Linked DNA regions of Gossypium hirsutum: region 2 is linked to region 1. Evidence: chromatin contacts called from public Hi-C data. All regions are on one chromosome and are shown on one strand. Each heading gives the region's core, a stretch centred on a gene start, on an enhancer-like site or on the middle of the called end of the contact. The rest is flanking DNA. Distances are from core to core; before and after follow the strand shown.

Region 1 (4,375 bases), core at 621-3,120:
TAACCTTCGGACTTCTATCTTTGGGTGTCTTACTTGCAGGATTTGGGGATGAGACCGTGTCAGCATCAGATCCTGATATCTTCATTTGATGAGAAGTTCGAGGTGTAGCAGAAGAGTTTCTCTGAGGCACTTCTAGGGGGCTTGTTTTACTGCCAAAAACAATGAAAATACAATTAAAAAAAACATCAATGAAGCTTCTAGTCGATGACTACTATTACATCATACAAGAGGTTCTTTCAGGAGGTTGTAACTACTTTTACAACTTTCTATATAACCAATCATAATGCAGGGCGGATAGATAGCTTACTAACAACTTCATAGCTAAGCAGTCACCCACCTTAAAGAAGTTAATGTTGCAACCATTTTTTCAAGCACAAGCTAAACAACTAAAAACTGCCCTACTTCAAAGGGGGTGAAAAAGGGGTTTAACAATATACCGAGCAACTAATGAGGATCTTACCTTGCTTTTGGGGTCTGCATGATTTATATATCCCCTTGAACTGGTAAAAGGGCCTTGCTTCAAACCCGACTTGACCCACACAAGCTGCAAAGAAATCATGGATTGAGAAGCTACATTGGGTAGATTCTGATATTATAGATGTAGAGGTTGTGCAAGCTGGAATGTATATCAAGCCTTAACCAACAAACAATCAAATACAATTCCTTCGAAGAAACTCCACAGAAACTAATTCCACTACTACCAACCAGAACCAAAATGACCTAATTTAAAATGAAAGGAAAAATAAAGTTGCCATATGTGGATTCGAGCGCGCTGAGGTGTATTATCATGAGTTAAGGAGGGGTTATGGATAGTTCTAGGCATTGTCTAAAAAAGAGCAAATATGATGAGATTATTTTAAAAAAAAAAACCATCTTTTCACTCTGTCTCTCTAGTGAAAGATATGCTACACAACACATTATTGAAACCAACGATCAAAAAAGAAGAACCCACATTATTGAAACCACAAAGGACCAGCTAGAAATGAACGAAGTAAATTAATAATCCATGAGGGACTGCTTGTACTCAGTTTGGAATTAAAATTTGTTTATTTACATTACTTATTGGACCAAAAAACTGAAACATTATGCTCTTAATGAAAATATGTGGCAGTGGGGTGTACTCAACCAATCCAATAAAACTACTTTTTCCTATATTTCCATTTTCTCCTGCAAATTTAAGACCAAAAAGCTCTATAACTCCATGAAAATCTCGTTTATCTTCCCCAAATTTTGCTTGATAACTTTGAAAATAAAACATGGAAGAAAGAATTAAATGAACAATGCTTAATGAAGGAGTAGATGAACTTGAAGAAGACATAGTTTCAAGGATATATAAAAAAGGCAAGCAGGGAAAAAGGGTCTGAAGAGCAAGAGAGATAGATATAATTGTTAACATAAAGCAAAACCTACTCACTTTTAAACACATTTAGAAACAATCTTTTCTGATGAAGGAACTAAAGGAACATGAACACCACTAGAAATTTACATTGCTGAAAAATGAAATATAACCTGAAACATACATGTTTAACAGAAAGGATAAGGAGAAAACAGAGCTGGATTTTTAGTTTTTACCTGAAGGATGGATGGTAGTCCTTGAGATAGCTAGCTTCAGTTAATATTTTCAGGAAAAAGAACAAATGTAAAAGGCTTGGAAATAATGAACCCTGGAAAACCCAAAACCAAACAGGGTTGGTTAAGTTAAAGCTTCTCTTGGAGCTGAGGTTCTTTTTCTTCTCTATCAATGCTCACTGCTCAGGTTCCCTAAGGCCGAGTCTCTCTTTCTTATATTTTCTTCTTTTTTTGAGAAGCTCGCTTTCTTTTATATATTTTCTTACTTTTGTTTGTTTTACTGTTTTTGTTGAATGTCAGTTAAGGGAAAGAGGAAGCAAAAGCTATTGGCTTATAGGGACGTTTACCTATACAGGAGATTGTGATTGATTAAAGCACCACGCTCCTTTTTCACGCGCTGTTTGACGCTCCTCTCCTCACTCAACTGCTGCTACGTTATGATTGGTGCTGTTGAGGCTCCCGAATCCCAACCCAAGGTTAACAGTATCTGCATACTCAGTTTCTTTCTAGATTTGAATCTGTGAATAAATTTGAGTTAAATTAAAAAAAATTAAATTTAAATTCAGATCATATTTGAGGTGATAAATACTATTGATTATCAAGTTATTATATGGGTTAACACATATATTTAAAATTACATATATTTAAAAAATATTCAAAGTAAAATAATAAAAACTAAGATATTTGAATTGAATATGATAAATTTGAATAATTAATTAAATAAAAATTATTATTTTAGAAATTTTTTAAAATTTTAAATTTTTTAATTTTAAATATATATTTTGAATTTTTTATAAATATTTTAAATTTAATTTAATTTAATTTTTTGTAATTTTGTTGAGATAGAAACTAATTTGCTTATTTTTAAAGTTGATAATAACTAAAAGGATATTTATACCAATCTGTTATTTGAATTATTTGAAGTGTGAAATCGAATTATTCGAACTGACTCGAATAATTTAAATAACTCGATTCAATAAACTCAAAATATGAAATTTTTTTCGATATTTTCAATTAACTCCCGTGTTCGAATATGCCTTCTTTTTTGTTTTAACTCTAGAATTAATCAATTGATGTTTGTCGTAAATTGTAATCAAAGCATATAAAAACAGAGTTGATTCATCCATAAGAAACTGGCATCTCTATCTTGCTCCCAAAGTACAAACAAACCACAATAGTCAAATATAATTAAGTAGTAATTTTTAGCTATGACTTTACTTCAATCTTCATTTAATTTAAAAACATTGGAGTTGTTAGTATGGTTTATGCAATCAAAAATTGCCTTGAAATATATAACTTTCTTTTTGTTTTAGGTCAATTTTGATATTTTCAACTCAAGTAAAGTATCCTTCCATTCATGATTGTATGTATTAGAATATGGATCATATCTCCATTACCACTAATTGAGATTTCTTCCAATTGTATTCCTAAATTCATACGAGTCTTTCTGAAATGTGGAATATATATCGGTGCAACTAATTGTCGGATAAAAGAGGTTAGTTCAGAAATTTGATTCTCAAGAAAAAAAAAAAAGTTTTTTTGTTTCATTCGCTCTACTTGGAAACTCCTATTTGAATTCCAAATATTGTCAATATGCAATCATGATCGAATGCTAAGGATAATGAAAAGAAATAAAATTATTAATATCAGTCCCTAGCAATAGGCAAAATTTGTAGGATTGTTCAAAAATCAATTTCTATTCAAAAATAAACTTATAGAAAACAATAGTGAATAAAGTCGAATCTATAAAGACCAATGATAATTTTATTTCCTAAATAAAAATAAACAAAATAAAGATGATAGGGAATTTTTAAAAAAATAGAAAATAGAAAAACTTAATTTAAACTTAGCAAAGAAAGCAATAATTAAAAGTTGTGAGAAAATCAATAAGACGAAGCTCTAGTCAAATATAAAATTTTCATTTGATTCATGAGTTTGATCGTCAATGCATAGATGATAAACTAATTATAGTTGTCAATGCATAGATGACACAGGTTGTAACACCCCTTACCCGTATTCAAGGCCGAAACAGAGTACGAGGCATTACCAGACTTAACAATACACATAGATGAAAACCGGGCCATAAAATTTCATTTAATTCAAAACTTTGCGAACACATGCATAACAAACAAAGTTAATATATCATTACATCAAAACATAGGACATGGCACGATTAATTAAACTTATAAACCATAATGGATAAGGACCACATCTCATGATCATATACGATAATTCAATGCAGACTGATACGTATAGTCAAAATCATAATAAAAATACATATCACAAACCAGCTTCCTATACATGCCACTCACTTGATATTTCTAATATTTGAATTAATTCTCCCAAAAATGATAGTTTGATAGTGTGATTTTGCCTCCGACGATCTCCAACCTTGAGCCGACCTGCCAATACTAAAGAAATGGAGAGGATGGGCAAGCTTTACGCTTAGTAAGTTCATATGAAAATAATAAGCAATTACTACCACGCTTTTCAAGATAAAACACTATAATTGTACAATTACACATGTTCAGGTTAAGCTGTGTTATCGAGTTACAGTTACTAAATCATTCATATCTGAAGCTAAAAAACTCCAAATTTAGTTTCGTTAATTTTCCTTGAAACTAGATTCATATATATTTCTTCCATAAAATTTCCAGAATTTTTGGTTTAGCCAATTAGTACAGTTTATTCATTAAATTTTCCTCTATTTTGCTGTCTAACAGTTCTAACCTCTCTTCACTAAAAAATATTTATCTCATATTTCGGGACTCGGATGATGTTGCCGTCCATTCCTCCTGAAATTAGA
Region 2 (4,707 bases), core at 536-3,035, 570 kb before region 1:
TAATAATGCGACCTCTAAGTTAACTGATATAGACATATTTAAACAAGTATATTTCTGACACAGACGCAGATATATACATGATTAAAGCAATGCATATCTCCAAAGATACCTTCTAACTATGGTAATTTCTATTTAGAGTCCTCCAACAGCCTTTCCAGCAACAGGAGCCTCCTGTAAAAAAATGTATACACCTTAAAACACTGGATTTTCTATGATCCAACAACTTTGCCAGAGAAACATCTAAACTAAACCCTTACTGGTTCAATATTCCCCTTGTGATTTACCTGTGCTAAAGAAGTTGACAGGGGATCAGAAAACCTGGAAAGACCAGAGGAAAAAAAATCAAATTCCAACCTCAACATGCATAAACCTTTGTCAATAGTGATTTCTATAGGCATTTATAGATCTCTAACAATGTAAGAAGCAGTTCTTTAGCATTGGAATGTACCTGATTGCCCTTGCTTTTCTTTTTTCTCCTTCAATGGTGTCAGGTTTGGAATATGGTGCAAATTGGGCAAGACGAGCTTTCCTTTTCTCTTCCTCATCAACAGTTGTAGAGGGTACAGCAAGCCCAAACCTGAGAACCCACAAAAAGAATTAATAAATAGATTAAATGCAACTCCGAGTAATATCATCATTGGGTAAAGGTGGTATGGACAAAAAACCTCTCAGCTCTAGCCTTCCTCTTCACCTCCTCTGATTGCTTCGATGCTTCTGATCCATTTGGCCTGGGTGCAGTGCCAAACCTGAGACATGTTTGGTTCACAAATCAACAAACACAAAGAAAACTCAAGGAATGGGGTTCAACATCCACAACTACTGTTACTAAACCTTTACCATAAAAAATTAAATGAAAACCCAACAGAACATTATAATGAGCCAAAAACACAGGCATGCTTATCAAGGCAACTAGGTAAGATTACAAAGGGGTTAGACTAATTTCTAGAGAACAAACGGATAGATTGATCAAAGAAAGAGAATAAATTAGAAAATTATGCACTGCTAAGAGATTCCAAACAATCAAAACAATAAACAAACTCAAGAGTGTTAATCTATACTTCTCAGCGCACAATGAATCGACAATCGCGTTTAAACAATAACATCAGAATAGTTCTTTTTTAGAAATAAATCGAAAAAGAAAATTTTCCCTTCAGAGATGTTCGTCAACTAGGTACAAACCAAAAGGAAAAACATAAATAATACCTAAAACAAAAAAAAGGGGGAAAATTGAAGAATTCACCTCTCGGCCCTAGAATTACGCTTCTCTTGCTCGGACAACTGTACAGGTACGCCGAACCGCTCAGCTCGGCGAATCTTCTTCTGGATATCGTTAACGGGACCGCTTTCATCCCCGACGACCGAGCCCACAGTAGTCCCGGTGGTCTTCGAACCCCCATTCTCCTTCAGAGATCCTTCAGCATTAGGAGGATCAGACTTATCCGAGGAGGATGACACGATCTTCTTAGGGTTTGGTTCTGCAGATGAAATGGCGGCGAGAGTGACGGATGCAGGAGTCGTGGGGGTGGGGGTGGAGGTTGCGACGGCGACGGGTTTCTGGGTGGTGGCTGCCATCGGATTAGTTGGTTGGTTGGCTGGTTGGTAGGTAAGTAGGGTTACGTGAAAGAATATAGAAGGGGCGAGGAAGAGGCTCGCCGTATCTTTTTCTTTGCGATAAATGGGAAAGCGTTGCGATATTTTCCCTTATGAGAGCTGCCGGCCTTGCTAAATCCGGTTTGTACAGATTGAGATTTTTTTTTTTTTGGTTGATTAGTTGGATCAATTTTAAATTTAGTACAAATATTGTTTTTAAATATATAAATATAATAACCTAATTGATAATATCATTTTAAATAATAAAATGATATCTTGAATATTTAGTAGGGTTTGAATATTTTTGATACATGCATATAAATATTAAGTATAAAATAAATGAGTGCAAGTGTTTTATTTGAATAGAAAGCATATTTAAAATTTTTGTTAAATATTTATTTGGTATAAGTTCAAATTATGTTATTTCATCGTTAACTTTAATATTGTAATAAAAAAAGTTTATGTAAAATTTATATTTGCTTAAAATATGAGTTGTGCTTAAACTCTAATATTTAAAATTTAGAGTCTAAGTTGATTAGTTTTTCAATTTTAAAATCTATTATTATATATATCTTATGAAATTTAAATATATAACAACATAATTAAGGCTTAATTCACGATTTGACCCCTAAAGTATATCTATTTTTTATTTTAATATTTAATTTTTTTGTCCCAATTTAGTATCTAAAGTATTAGTTTGCTCTATTTTTTGGTCCAATTGTAATGACAGTTAAAAAATCCATTAAACAACCTTGGCCAATAGGAAAGTGCTATGTGACAATTAAATTTATTTAAAATAAAAACAATTAATTTAAAAGAAAAATTAAAAATATAATATTAAATATTTAAATGCTAAAAAACATTTTTAACTTTGATCGATTGTTGATGGGCTATTGACCAACATTTACTGGCCATATGACGCTATTAGAACACATCATGTGTCCTTTTTTTTTTAAATCTTTTAAAATATTATATGTTATATTGATTATAAATGTAAAAAAACATATATAACATATATAATTTTTTAAAAAAGTTTAAAATATTTTTTATAAAATTCTAAAATATATTTTTTTATAAATTTAAATTAATTTTTATATATTATTTTGAAATTTTTAAAAATTTTTAATTATATATTTTAAAATTTTATAAAAAAATTATTTTAAACTTTTAACAAAGTTATATATATTATATATATTTTTTAGATTTATAATCAATATAATATATATAACATTAAAAAATAAAAAAGAACAAGTGTGTTTTAATGGTGTCACTCGCCCAGTCAACATCGACCATAGATCTATCAAAATAAATAGTCTTTTTTAATATTTAAATATTTAATATTATAAATTTATATTTTTAATTTAAATTTAATATTTTTATTTTAAATAAATCTAATTATCATGTGGTATTTTTTTTATTGGTCAAAATATACAACATGGTACTTTCCCGTTGGCCAAAATTGCTAAATAGATTTTTTAACAGCCATTACAAAATAGACTAAAAGTAGAGGAAATTAATACTTTAGTACTAAATTGAGATAAAAAAAATTTAAGTACTAAAGTAAGAAAACAGGTATACTTTAGAGTTCAAATAGTGAATTAAGCCTATAATTAAATACCAAAAATAATATAAATTATTTTATGCTTAAAATATTAAATAAAAAATAAGATATGGTTTTAAAAGGTTAATTAGACAACTAAAACAAAAAATGAATATAATTTGGTACTCCTTAATTTTGCAATTTGTTGATATTTTTTCTCTACTTGTTATCAAAGACTAGATTGGATAAAATAAAATATAATAGGCTGATTGAGTCTTAGCTTGATTGATATGGGCATTGTTGTTAATGTAGGAGGATGTGGGTTCGAGTGACCTGAAGTACAATATACTCCTATTTATGGGGTTGGGTACGGGCTATGGGTAATTTTATACATTGTGTTAAAAAGAGCAGATATAATCAGAATTTATAATGAAATTATTCAAAAAATAATAATAAAATGAAATGAAATAGACAATACTAAAAATTTTTAATGATAACTTAGTTTTAGTTTAAGCAAATATTTTTAAAGAATGTTAAAAAGGAAAGAAAGAGTTTTGTAAAGTTAGGGTGTGAGTTTTATCAACGAGAGGGACATAATACATGATGATGTGGATTGAAAGATTAACTATCCATATAGATCTAGAAGAAACAATTCTTGTGGAGCCCATTAAGTTAACCTTACTTAATCCAACTCAACCATACTCGCTTGTGACTCACAGATTGAACATCAAACTCAGGTATTTACTTAAATATATTTAAAAAATTAAATACTAAAATAGGTTGTCAGCTAGATTATTTACCAAAATGGTATGTTTATTTTTAGTCGCGCCTATCTGACAGGTGCGACACTTTTTTTTTATATTAAAAAATATTTTTTCTTTTAAATAAAATATTAATTTTTTCGGATTAGTATGACCCGTGTATAGATACGAATCTAGGTTGAGCCTTTCTTAGAGGCGCGACTAGTTGAGCCTATCTGACAGGTGCAACAAGTTGTGCTGAGGCGCGAATGGTAGGGCCCACAGGAGCATCTGTTGCTTAATTTTTTCTGTATATATACCCCGAAAATCAAATGAGCACAGACACAAAATTTAGCAGAGCAACAGACACAAAATTTAGCAGAACGGAAATAAGAAGATAGGGAAGAAAAAAAGAAAGGAATAAGTTATTTTAGTTTATTTCTTTTTAAATAGAATGTAAAGTTTTGTTAGTAATTTTATTATTTGAAAGCTATTTTGTTAGGTTATTAATTTTGTCAGCTTCTGAATGAAAAATTTTGCATTAAAAATTTTATGTAATTTTTTTGCTATTCGAAACTATTTTGAGAATTTTGAAAATTTTTTAACAGATTTAGTATTGAAGATGGAGAATCAGTTTTTCGTATGTGTTTATTTCGATGGAGAAATTTTGACAACAACCGTGGGATGTATATTTGAATGCCGTAAACAAGTAGCAATGAGATTTAATAGAAATATCTCGTTTGATGATATGAAGGAAAAAATTAGTGAAAAAATTTATAGACGTTGTGGGAGAAGGATCTCAAAACTTTTCTACAAGTTTCCAGATTCGACAGATCC

Evidence for each region. Hi-C and Micro-C count contacts between places; a contact is called where the count stands out from the background.
Region 2: a Hi-C map of leaf shows a contact between it and region 1, with 2.1 times the contacts expected there. The contact joins the promoter of LOC107948341 here to the promoter of LOC107947797 in region 1. A contact is called at or near these places in 3 of 34 Hi-C or Micro-C datasets (callus and leaf).

Annotation. Positions count from the first base shown.
Region 1 is chrA04:69,127,678-69,132,052 of Gossypium_hirsutum_v2.1, reverse strand. LOC107947797 (interactor of constitutive active ROPs 2, chloroplastic) reads right to left here and starts at 1,870. Exons shown (of 4, transcript XM_041111093.1): 1 at 1,573-1,870; 2 at 461-544; 3 at 1-149. The coding sequence starts at 480.
Region 2 is chrA04:69,694,055-69,698,761 of Gossypium_hirsutum_v2.1, reverse strand. LOC107948341 (protein MODIFIER OF SNC1 11) reads right to left here and starts at 1,785. Exons shown (of 6, transcript XM_016882848.2): 1 at 1,241-1,785; 2 at 666-746; 3 at 449-577; 4 at 285-318; 5 at 110-171. The coding sequence starts at 1,572. The coding sequence ends at 133.